Regions from separate parts of the Dromaius novaehollandiae genome. Here region 1 is linked to region 2. The links are chromatin contacts, called in public Hi-C maps. All regions are on one chromosome and are shown on one strand. Each heading gives the region's core, a stretch centred on a gene start, on an enhancer-like site or on the middle of the called end of the contact. The rest is flanking DNA. Distances are from core to core; before and after follow the strand shown.

The links. Hi-C and Micro-C count contacts between places; a contact is called where the count stands out from the background.
Region 1: a contact with region 2 is called in a Hi-C map of brain, with 2.7 times the contacts expected there. The contact joins the promoter of DIP2C here to the enhancer-like site in region 2. A contact is called at or near these places in 2 of 4 Hi-C or Micro-C datasets (brain and liver).

What each region holds. Positions count from the first base shown.
Region 1 is chr2:12,369,034-12,375,040 of bDroNov1.hap1, reverse strand. DIP2C (disco interacting protein 2 homolog C) reads left to right here and starts at 3,891. Exons shown (of 38, transcript XM_064505770.1): 1 at 3,891-4,512. The coding sequence starts at 4,428.
Region 2 is chr2:12,170,026-12,176,493 of bDroNov1.hap1, reverse strand. The region is part of intron 4 of DIP2C (disco interacting protein 2 homolog C); the gene reads left to right. Among named protein-coding and RNA genes, the nearest start is that of DIP2C, 200 kb to the left of the region's middle. Within about 2 kb of position 4,128, at least 2 of the 2 cell types and tissues checked have open chromatin away from gene starts, as enhancers often do.

The DNA.
Region 1 (6,007 bases), core at 2,642-5,141, 200 kb before region 2:
AGGCACTGTACAAGCACCATAGGGTTTACAACCTGGATGTGAAACACAAGCAGACAGGCAAGCAAAGAGAACAGGAGTGGAGAGAGGTGAAGGGTAAAAAATTAATTGAGTTCAACAGAAAAAAAAAAATGCAGTACATCTTTGCATAACTAATGCCAGACAAGCATGTTTATCCAGCACCACAGTAGGATTATTTCCTACAGCGTATTCATGATTGCTTTGTCTATTCTGGTTTTAATGTTCCAAATTATGGGGATTCCACCATTTCCTCTGAGAGGCTCTTCTGCAGTCTAATAGTGCTCATCCCTTGGAAGCTTTCCCTGCTATTCACTTCATCTACCTTTCTTAATTCTATCCTATTATTCCAAGTTGCATCCTTTTATACCCATTTTTCTTTTTCCTTTAACTTTCTTGGTGCTTACACCTTTCAGATAATTGTGGGCAGCTATCTGGGCCACCCCTTTCTGTTGCTTAGCAAGCTGAGAAAAATCAGTCCCTCCAGACAGCTGGTTGTTTTTGTTGTTTTTCTATGAATGCCTTCTGTTTTTTTTTTTTTTTTTTTTTTTTTTTGCTACATTGGCCAAATCCTGATTCTGTACTCACACAAATAGAAGAGAAGCCAATTGCTTTGTCCACAGACATGATCCTATTCCTATTATTAATGTGTACAGAAGACACACATAATTTTAGGTGCTTTAGGTCAATGTAATAGTTATCTATATACGAACATTTTCTAAACGTTCTTAGTGCCTTGCCTCCTTCCTAATGTTATAATTTTAGGAAAGTTTTCAGCTACTGACCTGGCTTTAGGACAAGTCTTCTCTGCAAAAATCACATGTATCTTTTGCTGTGAGACAGCTAGGAGAGAGAATTTTTATCTAGTCAAGGTCAATTCTGTGTTGTCCTTCAGACATTTCATTCAGTTATCTACACAACAGCAAGGTAACCTGCACAGTGCCTAGTTTCCACTAGAATTTTACAATAGGCAGTCACATAAGTAACTATTTTAAAGCAAAAATACACTTTCTTTAGTGAGGATAGCCATGTTCAAGTAGGTTTACATGTGTAAATAATCCAAACCATTTTAATGCAAGCATTTGTGTATGAAGTCACTCACAAATTACGGAGGTCAGAGCCTCAGTCAGAAAAGCATTACATACCAATTGCTTCTCTCGAACACAGGCAAATATTGTCACGCTTCTAAAGAAAAGCATGTCTTTATAGAAAGGATTCTACAAAACCTGACAATATTAATTAATCACAGAATCGAAAATACAGTCCTGCTCTTCTTGAAGTCAAGAAAAGTTTTACTATGTATTCTGGTGGATGGTTAGGACACAGCCTTTCATCTATAAAGCTGAAAAGATTCATTAATTAAGACCAACTAGGTCAAATCTCATGAATTGTTTCTTTTTTGTTTGAATTTCAGTGATTCATCAAGCTCATCATGCAAATTTGTATGCTTGAAATTTCACTACTCAAGCCTGGGTCCTGATGCTTCGCTTGGGTAAAGGAATCTCTTCCCATGAGAGCAGCCCTGCTGAAGCACGGGGGACTTGGCAAGCGAGAGCGCGCGGGCCCCGTGAGCCTCCGCGCGGGGGTTTGGCCGCCGGGCCCAGGCCCACCCACGAAGCTGCAGCCGCGGCAGCCCCGTCCCTCGGGGGATACCAGCCCCCAGGGAGCCGCCGGCCCCCGCGGCGCCCCGGCAAAGAGCTTGGGGAATTCAGGCATTTCCATTTGCGTGTGATGAATTTCAGCCTCGAGTGATTGTTCTTTCTTTAAAAATACCTGATCCCTGAAACACGGGGTTTGTCACAGAAGCGCCAAGAAAATTTTAGGTGCAGTGTTGTGAATGTTCAAACATTTCTTTTCAGGCCCCTTTATGTAACTTCACAAAAGGAAAAATCTGGAAAGCAGGGGTGAACACCGCCGGTACGGATTCTGTAACAATCAGATAACAAGTAAAATAATCAAGAGCTATCAGCTGAAAGACTTAGGAAGTAAAGGTGCAACTCTGAGATAGACATTAGCAAAGAAAGCTGGATTACCACGAAGCTGTGCATTGCCTCTTTTGGCTGCCTCATTAATACTAGAAAAAGCTACTCCTGCAGAATGCTGATACTTTCAAAATATTTTATCCCACATAAAACAATAAACAAACAAACCTTGGAGTCTCAGGTAGGAACCCTGGAACATATTTGGATTTAATTGCTTTTCATTGTTCAGGTCCTAATGTAAGGAACAAGAAAGATCTGGGTAATTTTTCATACGCCTGTATCTGAAACACTCAGTGCTCAACAGAAGGCAAGAAGGCAAGCCCCTCACCCCTCCATAGCCCTGTGCCAGTGGAGAGGCATTCGTACAGCCCTAAATGGCATGCATGCTGCCATGCTGTTAAAAGTAATGGGCCCTGCTAAAGAGAGGCTAAACAGATGGCTCCAGTCTTGCAGCGCGCTAAAAGAGTAGCCCAGGAGCAGTTAGGAGACCCCAGTCCATGTGACAATGAAGCCAACAGCAGCGCCGTGAAAGGAAGGGACTCCATGTGCTCAGGCCTTGCTTACAGTAGGCAGGTTGGCCAAAGTACTCCAACCAGTCCTACCACCGGCTCGGCTGTAGTGATACCGGCATCAGCGGTGATCTCGGTGTAAACAGGTTTCCGACGCAGAACTCAGTGAAAAACACGAGAAGCCACCAGGGATGCATATCCTGCAGGAATCGTTCCAATGTCGACACCAGTTCAGCACAGCTGGTAATATGATGTAATTTGTTTTTGTTCCATAATGTACGAAAAAAATGCATTGTTTAGTAGAGTCACAGCCTCAGGTTTATCTTTTGAAGAAACTCCTACATCCTTGCTTTTCTTCCGCTGACTTAAGTGGTAAATCAAGGTTGACTTGGGGATGATTATGCCTTTTTCTGTCTGCCGAAGCTGCGTCCCTGAAGCCCTATCCTACCATCATGACTTCCAGCACATCACATGCGTTTTTGAAACGACAGGTGGTGTCCTATCTTGCTTCTGCTTTCTCGTGAGGTATTTTCCAAAAAAAAAAAAGAGAAAATAGGAAAAAAATATACAGAGACAGAAAAAAAGAGACAGGAATGAAGATGCTTCTTGCAAAATATATTAATTGATCTGACAGGAAGTTTTATTAAAGATTTTCAGATCTGTCCCCCTCATTTGCAGTGGTATAATTGGAATACTTGTGTTGGAGTTTTTCTTAACAGGGTTCTCCAGACACAGCGCCAATGGGTATGTGCTGGGGCTGGGCATGGACATAGCGTAGTGTCAGCTGTGTTCTCTCCCATTATATTAAGATTATGCTAATCTCTAATGGAAACATAAAGGCTTTTGTAATATATTCACAAGTTCCACTGCTAGTTTAGCTGAACGCAGAGAGTATAGCTGCAAACAAGAGCGTGTTGGAAGTCGCTGACTCAGTAGGGATGGAAAACGGGACTGAGGGTCTCCGGGTGCTATTCACCTCTCCGTGTTGAACTACCGCCCGGCCTCAAGCAAACTGCTTCTGGGCCCGCCCCCCCCCACCGGCAAGAGGGGCCTAGAAGACCCACTTCCGAGGACTGCCGTTGGGATAAATAAATTATAAAGCACTGCACGATCCTCCTCTCGGAGCCACGCTGTAGGTGCGAGGCTGACCAGGCGGTGGCCACGCAGCAGGCCCAGAGCCCTGCGGCTCCGCGAGGGCGGCGCTGCCCCGCGCGGCGCCCCGGCGCCGCCGGCTCCCACGTGCCCGCGCCGGGCGCAGCACAGCCGCGCCAGCCCCCCGGGCGGGCAGCGGCGCGGCCCCTCGGCGCGGCGCAGCGCAGCGCGGCGCCCCGCGGCCGCGGCCGCGGGCGGCGCTGGCGCGGCGGCGCCCCCTGGGGGCGGGCTGCGGCGCGGGCGGTCACGTGGATGTGACAGCGGCGCTGTGCCTGGCCAGCAGCAGTCGCGGCAGCGGCACCGCAGCGCCGGGCGCCGCCGCCAGTCCGAGCCGGGCAGGGAGAAGCGGAGCGGAGCAGAGCGGAGCGGGTCCGGGCCGGGCCGGGGCCGGGGCGCGGCGAGCCGCGAGTCGCCGCCGCGGTGCCGGGCGGGGGCCGGGCGCGGCGGGGAGCCGATGCGGAGCGATCGAAGGCGGGCGGCGGCGGCGGGAGCAGCCATGGCGGGGCCCCGCTGAAGGAAGCGGCGAGGGAGGAGGAGGAGGAGAAGGGAGGGGAGGCGAGATCGCCGCATTCCCTCCCGCCCTCCGCGCCCCGTGCCCGCGCGCGGACTCCCCGCCTGCCCGCCCCCCTCCTTTATGCCCCGCTGAGCCCGCGCGGAGGACTTCGGCATCCGCCGCGGCGCCGCCGTCTTCCCTCTCCCCTTTCTGCTGCGAACAAAGGGGGAGAGAGGGGGAGCGCGAGGAGGGGGAGCCCATCCCCGCGGCGCGAGCATGGCGGACCGCAGCCTCGAGAGCATGTCGCTGCCCCTGGAGGTGAGGGCCCGGCTGGCCGAGCTGGAGCTGGAGTTATCCGAGGGTAAGTCGGCGGGCAACGGGCGCCGGCCGCGGCCGTTGGCGGCCGTTGGCGGCTCGCGCGGGCGGTGGCGGTTGGCGCGGGCGCGCGGCGGTGACAGTTCAGCGGCCGGCGGGGCGCGCGCCGCGGGCTGCCCCCCCTCGTCCCCCCCGCGCGGCCCCCCGGGCTCGGCGGGGCGCCGCCGGCCGGGTCGTTTCTGCTGGCGGGTGACAGCCCGGCGGAGCCGCGGAGGCAGCCCCGGAGCGGCTCCCACCCCCCCCCCCCCCCCCCAGCCCTGTGGCTCTGGGCGAGGAATCTGCTGCATTTCTAGTTTCTCGGGAAACCGGTGTCTTTCTGAACCAGGTTGCTTTTGTGCGCTCCCCAATTCCCCATGGCGTCGGCGTCCGCTTCTGTTTTCCCCTTCGCCCTTCCACCTCCCAGCCGCCTTTCCCCAAGGCTTTGCAAAAACACACGCGTGGATTTTTTGTTCTACCTGTAAATTCCTCCCTTTCTGCCGCCACGGCGCTGGCGGAGATGGGAGAGGGGCTTTGGCAGCAGGGCTTGCCGCTCCAGCGTTGCATGTTTTACTACGGAAGATGGAAAAATCTTTAGGGCTGGCTTGCAGGGATTCCTGTCCTGCCAAGAAAATGCAGTTTTACAGAAATCTGCCATATACCTTGGTGCAAAAAAGCTATTCGACTGTATCGAGGGATTTGCCATGAAGTCCACGCATCGGGATCAATGTGTAAATCAGCTGCAACAAAATACTCGTTGATAAGGTTATTTTAAAAAAATGCTGGTTAGGTCTCGTAGAGGAAACTGCCCTTTTTATTGTGTTTTTTTCCTTATTTAATTGAAAGCTCCTGGTGGTTTTCTTGGCTTGGTTTATTTTGATGCTTCACTGGTTCCCGGGTTGGGTAAGCTCCCCTGCAGCCCTCGTATTGCTGCTGCTGTGATAGGGAGGATGAGGAGGAGACCAAGCCCTCCCTGCCTGCCTCAGCCCTCTCCCGCTCTCCGTTTCCATCTGTGTCAGCGCCAGCTGAGGAGTGAGATGCACGGAGAGATTATTGCCGATCAGGGTCTCTTGCTGACTGGGATTGAGTGCCCAGTGTCATCAGCTTTAGCCACGATTTCGGTGTATGAGATGTAATCTGTGCCTCCCAGAGGAAGAAGGTAGGGAGTATTTATGTACCTTCATGCTAGAGTTGGCCGTTTCCTGAAGTACAAATGTACTGTTAGCTAGTCTCTCCCTATCCACTTTTCTTAAATGAAAAAAACAAACATTAATGTTCATCTACCATTGACTGGCTGTAACACTCAACGTGAGGAGGGCAACTGACCCACTGTGTCCCAGATTAGTTGTTGGAATTGTTGGATATATCGAGCTGGTTTTCTCTCTGTCTGTCTGTCTTTCTGTCTTTTTGTAACGGTTTGTAAGGGCTCCCAGCCAGAAAGTAAAATGCACTCAAGCCAGTTTCATCAGCAGGGAGGAGCTGATGTTGACATTGTATTTTCCTTT
Region 2 (6,468 bases), core at 2,879-5,378:
ATCTCTTCATGATATTGCCCCAGATAGAACAAAATGGAGGAAGTGATTGGTTTATAAGCAAAAGAAAATTGACATTCTGAAACTTCTTTACTGCTTTTAAGGTGTAAAATGCATGTACTGCACCTTAACTGGATGAAGGATAGGTGTGCCTGGGTGCTGTTTCAACCACTACAGAGACTGCTACAGTATGAGCTCCCTTGTCAAATGACAGCCAGAGGCTGGTTTGTCTGCCACAGCCTCTCTTGCAGCTGCGGGGTCAGGGAGCTGTGGAGAGCAGCGCCCATGAAGCACCGTGACAGAGGAACCCTTGCAAGCGGGGAGTTATGAGCCAGGGGCTGATGGCTGTGGGGGTCGTGGAGGAGCCGACTGTGGAACTTCTGGATTGTGTTGGAGGAGAGAGACACATCTTGCTGGAACAGGCAGACGCATTGTGCTGACACAACTGGAAAATATTGTAGAGAACTCCTTACTAAACCTTTTGCAACATATCACTGTGTCATTCCATTAGTCAAAGAGCTTGCCAGTCCTATTTAAAGGAAAATGAAACAATAAATGTTGGCAAAGAAAATTAATGTATGTCCAGACCATTCTGATAAATTTGAAAACTCCTTTCTCCCCTCAGAAACCTCAGGTTCACACAGTAGATGCTGCCAGTTTTTCTTTGAATAGCAGTCATGTGATCTGCATAATAATTCCTTGACATACAAGCTTCTAGAAGCTGCTCTCACATTGCACTAAAAATTGTCTGATTTCTAGCCGGTGTTTTTAAATAGGTACAAATATTATTCTTGGAATTGTCTAGCTTATGGGCGTGCAACCCGTGGTCCTCACAACCCCAAGCCCTGACTCTTGTGAGCAGTTCTGTTAAGAACACTTGTATTTGACTGTGCACTGAAAGTGGTGTCCTTGAGCTATGCTTGCCATTTGTAAACTTAAGATTTTGAATCAGTTTGGGGATGAGGGGTAGGAGACATCATGCCCAACTTCCCTGTGTGTCTCTTCTGATACCCCAGGAGTGCTCTGAATTGCTGTTGCTGCTTCTTGATTTCACTTGCTGCTTGCTGCCTTAAAAGGAAGGCATGAGAAAATAATTTAATTAGTTCTTCTTAGGGAAGCAGTCTAGAGGGGAAAAACTGAAAGATTGTCTGCCTCTGTTATGTATGATCTATCAATCACTGTCAAAGTGCTGAATTCTGCCTCCAACTGACCCGTTCTTATGAGCCTTCCCCTACTGTTCATTCTCTCTTCGAACAGCACCTCGGTTTTTACGTGTTCAGAAACACACACTTGGGTACAGCGCTTCAAACTAAGCCATTACCCCTTTTTACCTCGTGCCTTCCAACTCTCCTTTGCTTTGGTGACTACAAGCCCTTCTCCACCATGGCTCACATGCTGATACCATCGCTTATCATGCTGATTGGTTTTGTCTCATTGTTGTGTGTGTGCTTGCGGGTGTGCAAAAGGCCTGCTTTTGTATCTGTGTATCCATTTATTGTCTTTATTCAAACAATCCCTGGCTTAGGGAATTTAAAATCTTATTCTGGATATGTTCCATGAATAGCACATAAGGTCCTGGCTTAGGAGTAGGGCTAAGCAATGTAGTAATATATATAAATAATAACTGCACAGATTGTGTTGATGAGAGGAAGAATATGGAAATCAGTGCAAAGGGTTGCTTGTTATTAGTGAAGGAGTCTCATCTTAGGAGAGTCAGGATTATGCTGTAAATTTTGATCTCCTTTGCTGGTCTGAAAATATCCTTCATGTTAAAACTGGAAAGCTTGACAGTATTGTTGGGGCTTAAGGCAGGGCTTTGCATTCCTACATTGATTGCTGTACAACGTGACGCCTAAGCAAAATAAGCCCCCGAGCTCTCCAACAAATTGGTTTGAACAGCTACCAAGTCTTCGTTCACTCAAAAAACTATAGCAAATGTCTGCAGAAGTAAATGTAAACTTGCATTTCAATTTTGAAAGTTTATCAAATAGATCATTGTTTTTAGATTTTACTTTTAGGAGCTTTGCTAAGATACAATGCAATATTCCTATTCTAAATTATGTTTTCCCCTTCTATATATTGTCCCTGTGAGATCAGAAGTCCATTTCTGTCTCGATCTTGTAAGTCATACTCTTTTACTGCAGGTTACGAAATTTTAAGTCAGATTTCTTCCTGGTTATCTTGTCTTCAGTTTCAGATTTGCTGCAGTTAGAAGCTTTTGTTTAGCTTGTTGTTTTGCAGTGCTTACTACTTCAGCATCTCTGCTCTGATCATAATACAATTATTAGACCCTTGCTGTTACCCAGTTTCAGTGCTTGTTATCATATTTGGCACATCTTCTTGGAAAAGACCCAAAACAAAATGAATGTGCAGTCTTTATCCAATAAGTAATTCACTTCTAGGAAAACATTTCCCTTCCTTAGTTTTTGCACAATTTATTTCAATTAACATCTGAAAACAAATCCTCTACTCCACCTCTGATCAAAGTCCTGTTCTGCCTCTCCTTTGTAAGGTTTTCCTAATTGGAAGCCTAACATCCTGAGAGTCATCCAGCTCTCCTTCCCTGCCTTTGCTTTTTACATAAATATAGATGTCAGCAAAGACTGTTTAATGAACTCTCTTTGGAGACTCAAAATCATTGCTGCCACTATTATCACCTTCAACTTATGCTCTTTTATTATGGAAAATGTCAGACTGTGACATTTTAAATCCCTACCTATTTTCTCACTCCAGTCTTTTTTATTATTATTATTTCATTAATGTTGTAAGAGAGTTTTTCAGCACTATAATTTTGAAAACCCAATTTTCAGGATTTTCATCTTCTAAATAAACTGACTTTGAGTTTGTGGAAAGAAATTTTTTTCCCAAATGTTTCTGGTACATTTTGCACATTTAAGATGATTAGATTTTAAAATTCAGCCTACACTGAGAATTTAGAATTCTTTAAAAACTGGAAAGGTGGAAAAATTCCTTGACTACTTTTTTTTATACAGGTAGTGATCCTGAAATCGTAATGATACAGAATGTTAGTTTCTACGATGATTTCTCAGATGTCTAAAGAAACAGGTAAATTCTGTAATGCGTTAACTGAATTAGTGCAGAGTTGAGCTGTATTATCTACCTTCTTATACAAATTTAGCAGCTAGGTTAGCTAATGTGAATGAGCAGTAGTTAATTCAAAAGGTCTTTGGGTTTGTTTACTACAAAGTATAAAAATTCTCTGAATCAGAAACAGGATTTGAAAAGGTTTGCCAAATGTCAATCATGGCCATGATTTTCTCTTAGCAGCTGCTGTTTCTTAGCCTGTGCCTATTCTACAACATTATCTGGGGGCTCAAGCTGACACTGAAGCCAAATGTTCGTGTAGGTTGGATCATTGACTTCTGCCAGGAGGCTTTTCAGGCCAGTGGCTTTTCAGGCAAGAAAACTCAGTCACAGAGAAAACTGGCTTGTCCTTGAGTTCTGCCTCTGTGTGCAGAGGAAATGTTGGCGTCTGTCTCGATCGGGCTCAAGTTACGTGATGCAGCAAAATCAAGCACAGATTTGAGTACAGAGTTAGTAATGGTCGTGTAGATGTAGCCGCAGCTGGAGATACAGCTTCATTTCTTTAATGCAATTTCAAAACTTGGTTTCTCAGCTACTTTTAGAAGTGGTAAATCCATGGCTTTGGTATGTTGCGCTGAGATAAGAACAACAGATAGGAATTACACAGCGGAGTAGACAGGTAGGTGACCTGAATGGCTTGACTTTCATGGTCTCGTCTGAGAGACCATGTCTAACTGAACTGTATGAACTCAGTAAGCTACCAGGTTTTATGGGGGATATTTGTTCTACATGCCAACTTTCTGGTCACTAGAGACTATTTATTTTCCAGTTTACTAGCATGCATCCAATTCTGCACCTGCTAACATTGAAATCCTTCATAGAAGGTCCAGAAGCTTCTGCCACCATTATTTAAAATACCATAGTATCAGTTGTCCTGCTTTTGGCAGAACAGTCTTACTGATCTGGTGCTTAAAACGGTGACCTGTGACCTATCCACAGTGAAGCTCTGAATTAATACTGCTACTGTAGTTTGACCCAGGGTCTGTGGTTTTCTGCTCTGGTTGTCTGCAGTAGAGCTGAGCTCTACTGCCACGTAAAGGCTGCAGCACAGTACAGCAGCGTCTGCTGCCGTGGCAATGCATCCCGAAATACCCCACGGGTAACCTGGGCAAATCCTCTGAGTCAGAAAACTTTTTTGATCACAGTGAAACCCCTTCAGATCTGTGTTTCCTAACCAGCCGTGGCCTCCAGGGTTCAAAGACTAACTCTCTTTCAGAGACGTTCAGCACCTATTTTAACTCAGCACCAGAGCCCTCAGACGGGTGTTCAACACTTGGAGAAATGAAGAATCAGGTCCTCAGAAACCTTCCTGTGGTCTTTAGATTATGGCAGAACAAAGAAACCTCAGTTCTCCATCCCAATCCTGAAAACTGGAGCAACTTCTCATGTGCCAGAACCTCTGTTTTACAGTTTCCACAGCTGAGTTGCTGCTTGTCAATAGAAAAAAAAAAAAAAAAAAAAAAAGGATTACTTAAGTACACACAAGCACACACTGATAAAAATAAACAAACTAAAGAATTCATCATTAAATGACAGACAACAATGTGTTCAAATGCACATGCATGTGTTAGGAATGATATAGTGCCTCTTGGCACTGTGATTTCTGCTATACGCTTCTCATCTGCAGGGCAGCATAGGGCTTGGGCCAAGTTTACTGAATCTCTTGTTTCTCAAGGGGTCTCTAAGAGGCCTTGAAGATGACCAGTATTCTGCATTGCCTGAAGTAAATGTAATGCTTAAGGAAAATACAGCCAGTGAGCTATGAGAACTGAGTTTTCCAGATGTCAGCAATGATGTGGGAAGTAGCAGCGTCAGTGAAACTGTATTGCCTTGCTATGTCTAAAGGTTCAGGCACACCCAGCTCGCTTGCAGCTCAGGCTCCCATGAAAAAAATGTTTTCACTTGGCTCAGCTTGTAGGTCCCTTTTTGCTGTTCTTCATCCCCAGGGTGGCTATCGTTGCCTTTTCCACTCTCCACAGAGGTTCGCAGAACTTACTGGCTCTGCATCTCGCTTGCAACATCCTTGTGCCTCATTTCTGAGGCCTCCTTCATTTGTTAAGAGCCATTAGCCTAGAGCAAAGAGCAGCAAATGAGAGCACATGTGCTACACCATGGACACAGCAAATGAGAGCACATGTGCTACACCATGGACACCACATGGACAGATCTTAAAAGGCACACAGTGGATGAGCATAGGACTGGGAGCTGAGGATTAGGGTATTTTAACGAAGACCATATGTGAGAGACAGCATCCCTCAGCTGACAGCGCAGAGGGAAGACACTGCTGGTAAGGTGGTCATGGTACCTTGACTCCTAGAAGGAGTATCTGCCTTCTCCCATGGACTCTTGACAAATTTCTTCCTGAACATTTGCCCTGCTGAAGATGAGAAAGAAAAACCGAGTCTGGTGCACCATTCTTGGACAGCTGCCAACCTCTGCCCCAGAGATTCCGCTGCTGGGGAGAACAGCTCATTTTCCAAGCTCACTCAGCCCTTCTTTTAAGAGACATCTTAATATAGGAGGTTTTTCGAGATACTGCCAAAACAAATGCATCCTAACTACAATTCTCTCCTGGCTCAAATTCCTGAGCCACCTTTCCCACACTGTGGTTCAGCAGGGAAAAGATAGAGCAGCTTGTGCTGAGTATGAGATCATTAAACTTCAAAACAAATCATCCCAAGATCGGTTTCAGGGTATTTGATATAAGGGAGCTAGCAATGAAAGAACATCCTCTGTAGACCCAAGTTCTGCAGGAGCTGGCATCAGACCCGAGGTAGTTGAGCTGCTCTGCTGTAACTACCTAGGTACAAGCTTTATCATGTAGTTGTTCTTATTTACCGTGAGCTAAGTGTGCGTACGAACTATAACAAGAGATGCTGACATGTTGCACGTTCACCACTTACCTCATGGTAATTTTAAAATATGTTGCTAGTTTGTATTTTGCATATGTTATGAAAAGACATTTTCATATCTCACTCTGGAATCTTTCCAGAACTTAGAAGGAAGAAATTAAAATAACAGACAAAGAGGAATTGCATTATGAGAATATCAGGATCTTAATGCATGGCAGGAGAAAGGTTGGAATGTCAAGATTTGAGGAATTATGTGTGTTGAACCACCATCATGTAACATTACTCCAGAGAATAAGGAGCAAGAAAAACAAGTGAAGGTACAAGAATTTACTATGTATCAAGACAAGAGTGTTTATAGGTTTTAAGGTGGTTTAAAAGTGCTCATCATAAAACAAAGGTTTTATTAACCCTTCAGGTCAGTGAGGGATACTTGGAAAAGTTAATCTGAAATCATTAACCTGGCTGTAGACACACTTACTCAGAAATTAATTCAACTCTGATTTGACTTAGCTTA